Regions from separate parts of the Danio rerio genome. Here region 2 is linked to region 1. The links are chromatin contacts, called in public HiChIP or PLAC-seq maps. All regions are on one chromosome and are shown on one strand. The core of a region is the stretch at or near the end of the contact, and the rest is flanking DNA. Distances in the headings are between cores, read along the strand shown.

Region 1 (3,721 bases), core at 572-3,071:
CAGTGAAGATCGCTGTTTTTTTTTTTTAAGGAAATCAGATCCTAAATGACACGATTTTGTATGCGATGACAATTAACCGGAAGCCCTGAAGCTGGTGACTGAAATTAAAAGTCCATATACTCCATTGACTGGATGGGTTTTGTCCATATATATATATACATACACACACACACACACGCACAGTATACGCTTTATAAAAAGGCAGAAGTTAATGTGACTAAACTTTTTCTCTTTTAGGTAAGTTTAGATTATCAAATTAGTTTCTGTTATGCTTAATAGCAGAATAACGAGAGAGAGATTTTTTTGAGAAATTTTTATAATTTTTCTTGAAAGTCAAGTGTTCATACAATACAATTATAATGCCTCTAATAAAGCTCAGATGATGGTTTCAAGGTTTTGGAAGTTTCTGATTGGCTAACTGACAACATTTGAGTTAATTGGAGGCACAACTGTAGAATAGTATTTAAGGAAAAAAAACCACAAACGCGCTGCTTCCTTTTGTGACAACATGGGAAAATCAACAAGCCAGAATCAACAACAAAGCCAGAGTACAATTTGCTAAATTACACTGGTAAAAAGAATAATATTTGGAGACATGTCTTGTGGTCTGATGGAACTAAGATTGAACTGTTTGGCCATAATGACCAGTGTTACATTTGGAGGACAAAGGGAAAAGCTTACAAGCCTAGGAACACCATCCCAACTGTGAAGTATGGGGGCGTCAGCACCATGTTGTAGGGCTGTTTTGTTGCAGGAGGGACTTGTCCACTTCACTGCATAGATGGCATCATGAAGAGAGAACATTATGCAGAAATACTGAAGCAACATCTCAAGACATCAGCCAGGAAATTAAAACTTAGCCACAAATGGGTCTTTCAAATAGACCTTGACCCTAAGCACACTGCCAAATTAGTTAAAATGTGATTTAAGGACAACAGAGTGAATGTTTTGGAGTGGCCATCACAAAGCCCTGAACTCAATCCAATAGAAAATTTGTGGGCAGAGTTGAAAAAGCTTGTGCGACCAAGACAGCCAACAAATCTAACTCAGTTACACCAATTTTGTCAAGAGGAATGGGTCAAAATTCCTTCAAACTATTGTGAGAAGCTTGTGGAAGGATACCCAAAACATTTGACCAAAAGTTTTACATTTTAAAAGCAAAGCTAAAAAAAAATACCAATAAAATGTATGTAAACTTTTGACTGTCTGGAAATTAATAAAAAAAAATTTCAATAAAAAAATTGTCTCATTATTCTGGCATTTAGCAAATGTAAATCATTTAGGTAATCTTAACGGACCTAAAATAGTAAACGTTAAGTATGATTTACCATCATATATATATATATATATATATATATATATATATATATATATATATATATATATATATATATATATATATATATATATATATATATATATATATTATTTTTTTTTTAATGGTTATGTTCCTTTTTTTAGAGTGTATGTAAACTTCTGATTTCAACTGTATATATATAGTTTTTTTAATTGCAAATATTTTTGTTTTTATGCGCTGCTTGGTTTTTATTAGCAGTTCTTTTTTTTGTTTGCAAATTTTATTTTTATTTCTCAAAACTTGCTTTGCATTTCTTTTATTCTGCAGGTATTTGTGGTCCTAGATTGACTCCATAGTGTGTGAAGATTTTCATTCGACCTTGATGCTAGAAAAAATACTGAAATAGTTTTTCCTTTCATTCATTTCGCTCCACAGCAAGCCCGCGTCATGCCTGTTGCAGTGACGTCACGGCCGCACAAGGGACTCAGAGCAGAGCAAAAAGAGAGAGGTGGAAAAAAAGAAACAAGTGTTCGAGGCGTTCGTGGAAACAGGAAGCAAAGAGGGGGGAAAGCCGAGCCGAGCACAGACTGTTGTTGTTGTTATGAAAAAGAAACTTCGGAAGGGAGCGCTCTGGTTCTCACTAGCCCGTTATTTTGCGCTTTTTAACTGTCGGTGCTGTCGGCTGAAGCGCGAGGACTTTCCGTCCGTTGCTTGGACACCGATGAAGGAGGGAAGCTCGCGGACTAACGGCTACCTGATCAGGGGTCTCGGGTTTATTTGCCCTCCCTGACCGTCCACCACACTGGAACTAACCCCTCATTACTGTTGCCGTATTCCTATAAAGGCAGCGCGTCACACTGCACCTTTTAAGCAAAGCCCTGGTGGATTTTACCAGAGTATTTTTACGTTTGAAGAAGTCTTCAGTCCGTCTGACAGGAACGGTGCACGCGCAGCTAACGCGAGCTAGCGACTTAGCTGCTAATGTCAACTAACATGGAGGGAGAGGTGCATGTGTTACATAACAGCCAAACGCAATTAAATCACCGACTTTTGACACCCAACAAGCACAGCGATGGACGTGAATTAATCTCCAAAGAATAAGACAGGCCATAGACCGATTTATTTGGGAGTGATGGAGTCGAATCCGCTGATCAGCGGTAAGTTTTAATGCACTTCGCAGAGGTTGGGAGATGGTGGAGTGATTACAGTCGAGTTTAATAAAGTGCTTGTTTGTCAAATAAAGCAGAATACATTCAACAATAGCTTCGTTTTGTTTACGATTCGTTTGTACGTGAGCTCTAGGGTGCTTAATCCATAGTGTGTTGCAGAACGTTTTGTTCAGTGTGCCTGTTCACAACACAGTGAATGATTTTAACGTTATATACATTTGATTTTGGCCAGGGTGAGTTAACAAAACATGTTGGAAGGCTAATGCACAGATACTGTGTTGGAGCACATGTTTTGCAAAACAAATTTCTATCATTAACCGACTCCACACACTGCTGTTTTTGCGTCAAACACAGCATACCAGTGCTTGGTAGACGTTTTTACCTCCTGGATGTTTCAGTGATGTTCATTCAGCAAAAAGAGCTTGAATGTCATTTTAACACAGCTTTCTATATTTCACTGTTAATTAATATATATATATATATATATATATATATATATATATATATATATATATATATATATATATATATATATATATATAGTACAGTATTTCAAATCTCAGCACTCCCAAACAAGCTAGTTCACAGCGTGAATGGTTTGTTTTTATGTTTGAGAGGTGGATTTTATAAATTAAAAGCTGTTATTATATCGCTGTTTATTTCATATTGTACTATAATTGAGCAACATGTCCTTAATTTCCTCTGTTTACATTAATACAAAACACTCCAGGCTAGGGCTGCACAATATATTGTTTCAGCATTGTTATCACAATGTGATCATTGTGCAATGTTGAGTTTGTATTATAACTTATTATTTGCATGTGTTTTTGAAGCCTGTGATTGTATAAAGATTTTAAAAACATTCAGGCATAAGAAATCGTTCTATTTGTGGCATTAACTATGAATAACTTTATTGAATTATTTTAATTATTCAGTTACTGTACTTGAATACTATTAGACTCCATACACACAGAGTTGAAGTCAGAATCATTAGCCCCCCCTGTTTATTTTTTCCCCCGTTTTCTGTTTAGCAGAGATATTTTTTTAAACACATTTCTAAGCATAATAGTTTTAATAACTCATTTCTAATAATAACTGATTTATTTTATCTTTGCCTTGATGGCAGTAAATAATATTTTACTAGATTTTTTTCAAGACACTTGCTAATATACAGCTTAAAGTAACGTTTAAAAGCTTAACTAGGTTAATTAGGTCTACTAGTCAGGTTAGGGTAATTAGAAATGTCATTGTATAA
Region 2 (3,721 bases), core at 522-3,021, 220 kb after region 1:
ATATGAAACCACATTAGATTTTGAAAATAGCTGATGCGGGACTGTCCCACATGCGCAGAGCTAAAGGATGAGTCAAAGGCTTATTTCAAGCTGCTCTAAAAACATCTTATTGATGCATATGTGGACCATGCTTTGCAAAATGGCTGCCCTTCAGCAACACTTTAAATTGTTTGTGCTTTTTTGAATTTCTTGTATTTGAATGGGAGGAAGTATTGTGTTTTTTGCTGTAGTAGCTAATGTTTACTTTGTAGTTACTGTATTATTACTGTTAGGAAAAAAAACTATTTCATCTTTTCTGTTATGGAGGGAGACCTTTACTTATTTATACATGAATTATTTTATTTATGACAGACGTATTTAAAGTTGTATGTGGCATTTACCTCAGTTGCACCAGAAACTATGTATTTAATTCTTGTAATAATTAATATTAATGTCAATTTTAGTTTTATTTATACTTTGACACCAAATCTTATCTAGTTTTTGCAAACAAGTGCATTTCTTGTAAGGTTTATTACGACAAAAACTATTTGATCAGTTTTTTATGGAAGGAGACTTTTACTTCATTTATACATTATTATTTTATTTTTCACAGATTTATTTACGTCTAAATGTAATGCATTTAAAGTTGGATGTGGCATTTACTCAAGTTTCTCTAGTAACTTTCTATTAAGTGCTTGTAATAATTTATTAATATCAATTTCAGTCTTATTTATACTTTAACACCATATCTTTGTTGTAAACAAGTGCATTTCTTGTCAGATTTCTTAAGAAAAAATACCAATTTTATCTTTTTTGTTTTGGAGGGAGACTTTTTTATTTATTAATGAATTAAATATTTTTATTTCATTTTTGTCAGATTTGTTTACGTCCAAATGTAATGCATTTAGAGTTGTATGTGGCATTTACTCCAGTTGCACCAGTAACTATGTATTTAGTACTTGTCATATTAATATCAATTCATATTTATTTATACTTTGACATCATATCTTATCCAGTTTTTGCAAAGAAGTGCATTTCTTGTCAGATTTATTACCAAAGAAAAAGTTTTTTTTAATCTTTCTTTTTGTTTTTGTTACGGAGGGAGACTTTTATTACATTTATAAATTATTATTTTATTTTTGACAGATTTATTCACTTCTAAATGTAATGCAATTAAAGTTTTACGCAGTATTTATCGCAGTTTCACTAGTATCTATGTATTTAATACTTGTAATATTTGATTAATATCAATTTCAGTCTTGTTTATACACCATAAAAAATCCTGGTTTACTTATTTTTTAAGCTGAATAAGTTTAATCTTACAAGTCTATTGAACTTATATTATGTTGAACTGGCTTAAAACAGCTTGCATAACTTATAAAATTAAGTTAGAACGTCATTAACTTAGTTTAAGAAGTTACAATAACTTAAAACACATGCTGTCATGATTAATTGTTCATGTAGTGTACTTGCTGCAGATTTATTATGTTAAAACACTTAATTTAATCGCTAAATAGTTCATTTTAGCACATAACCGAGTCCTAATTTTACACTAATACTAATAAAACCCTCAATATTCTTGTAATCCCGCGCGCGCTCTTTCTGCTCGGTCTCTGAAGATTCTGAGAATTGTAACAACCGCTCATTATTATTCATATGTTTAAACCTATCTGCGATGTGATTGGCTCGTCATTTCAAAACACTCCAAGCGTGGCCACGATTGGGAGTGTTTGGTTGAGTGGGCGGAGCTACACATGTAAACTTAAAAACATCAACAAACCTGAGATGATTCAGAACTGCGCGAGTGTCTGAGGCGGAGGACGCGTGATAACGGTGGAGTTTGAATCGAAAACAAATAGTGGATTAAAAGCAACAGACGGACATGGATATGCTCTGCTGAGGCGCCTATTTTTCATATTATTTGGCTGTTTGTTTTGATTATTAGAGTTTTTATTCTTATTAAAACCTGAAAATGTTGGACAAACGGATTGTTGACGTGCGTTTGGATCAGCTGGAAATCCTGAAAGCCAAAAATGGTAAGTTTATTATTATTTGTACGCGGGCTAACTAACTGTTAGCTAATAAATCTATATTGTTATTTTTTTGTTTGTTTTGTTTGTTTCTGCATTGTATTTTTGTGCAATTTGTTTAACATTCAAAAGTATTTAACTATTAAGTAAAGCAAAAATGTGTTTGTTTTTAATTTAATTTGTTATTAACGTAATTCAGATGCATAATTTACGTTACAATTAGCTACTTGGTTGTTATGTTTTTTGTTTAATATTGTTGTTTTTATTATTCAGGCAAAGAGCATTTTGAGAAGCAGTATACTATGGGAAATCTTCTGGGAAGCGGTGGTTTCGGTTCAGTTTACTCCGGGCATCGGATTTCAGACGGACAAAAGGTAAGAATGATTAAAAAACAAGAAAAAAGATGCTAATGTGTATGCATTCCTCTTCTAAATTATGGTTATTATTATTTTAGGTTGCTATCAAACAAATATCCCGAGACAGAATCCAACAGTGGTCAAAAATGGTGAGTATTCGCGTTTATCTAACGTTACTTGTTTTGATCTGTGATGTGTTTTAATGTAAAATATACTTGGTATCAGTTAAACATATTTAAAAACTCGTCAGGACTTTGAATGTGCACGGACAGCGAATAAGCATTAACACTAGCGCCCTCTATTGATTATTTTGGTTCTTACTGGAAGCTCGTCGCGCTTAACAGAAAGTGACGTAGGCGTGACGTTTCGGATTTTTCAAAACATCTTAAAAAGGAAACTGAATGAACGGGCTTTCCATGTTGTGTCAGAATTAGTTTTAGACCTGCGCGGTGAGATATATTTGGATTAAAAACAAGAAGTGCGTTTCAACGTGTCGTAAAAATGTAGTTTCCCTTTTTAATACCCACGAGAGAGCCCCTGGATATCACCTCAGGGAATTTTCTTTACATAACTTAACCAGAATCGGTAACTCTGGGTTGTATTAGTTAATGTCTTTGCTAACATAGAACAAACAATGAACAATATATTCATTACAGTCTTTATTAATGTTAGCTAATGAAAATAAAGTCGTTCATGTACCTCGCAGTGCATGAACTAATGCTAACAAGCACCACATTAGATTTTAATAACACATTAGTAAATGTTGTACAGGTATGAACATCCATGGAGGAATTAGCCATGTGTATTGGCTTTTTTAATATTATATCCACATTTTTCGAGTGCCTCAGACTGATTTTTGCTGTTTATTTTGATGAATCCCTTACCCAAAGAGCACTGACACATTATTAAAGCTACCCCTGAGCCTTTTTTTTGTTTGATTTTGGAGTACAGATTATGTTCATTAATTCATGTTAGTAAACACATTAACTTATGAAACCTTATTGTAAAGTGTGACACCAGAATCTAACCTTAACCATTGTCTTTTCTGAAACCCCCACAGCCTGGTGAAGTAAACCCGGTTCCCAATGAGATTGCTCTCCTGCAGAGTCTCGGTGGAGGATCGGGGTCTGTACCCGGCCATCGAGGCATCATCCGGATGCTGGACTGGTTTGAAATACCCGGTCAGGAATACCTCATTGTGTTTGAAAAGCCTCAACACTGCCAGGACCTGTTTGACTTCATCACTGAACGCGGAGCTCTTGATGAGTCTCTTGCACGGAGGTGAAAATTCATGACAGATTTCTCACATTTTTTTAATGGTAACAGTGAGTCAAAATACTGATGAAAAGTGTCTTT

What was found. HiChIP or PLAC-seq counts read pairs in DNA pulled down with a chosen protein or histone mark.
Region 2: an H3K4me3 HiChIP or PLAC-seq map of embryo shows a contact between it and region 1, with 4 times the contacts expected there. The contact joins the promoter of pim2 here to the promoter of elk1 in region 1. A contact is called at or near these places in 1 of 18 Hi-C or Micro-C datasets (hematopoietic stem cells) and 1 of 4 datasets of contacts at active chromatin or transcription factors (embryo).

The regions. Positions count from the first base shown.
Region 1 is chr8:10,265,501-10,269,221 of GRCz12tu, forward strand. elk1 (ETS transcription factor ELK1) reads left to right here and starts at 1,822. Exons shown (of 9, transcript XM_691202.9): 1 at 1,822-2,454. The coding sequence starts at 2,430.
Region 2 is chr8:10,482,067-10,485,787 of GRCz12tu, forward strand. It overlaps pim2 (Pim-2 proto-oncogene, serine/threonine kinase), which reads left to right and starts at 1,772. Exons shown (of 7, transcript NM_131539.2): 1 at 1,772-2,015; 2 at 2,283-2,383; 3 at 2,464-2,514; 4 at 3,426-3,646. The coding sequence starts at 1,952.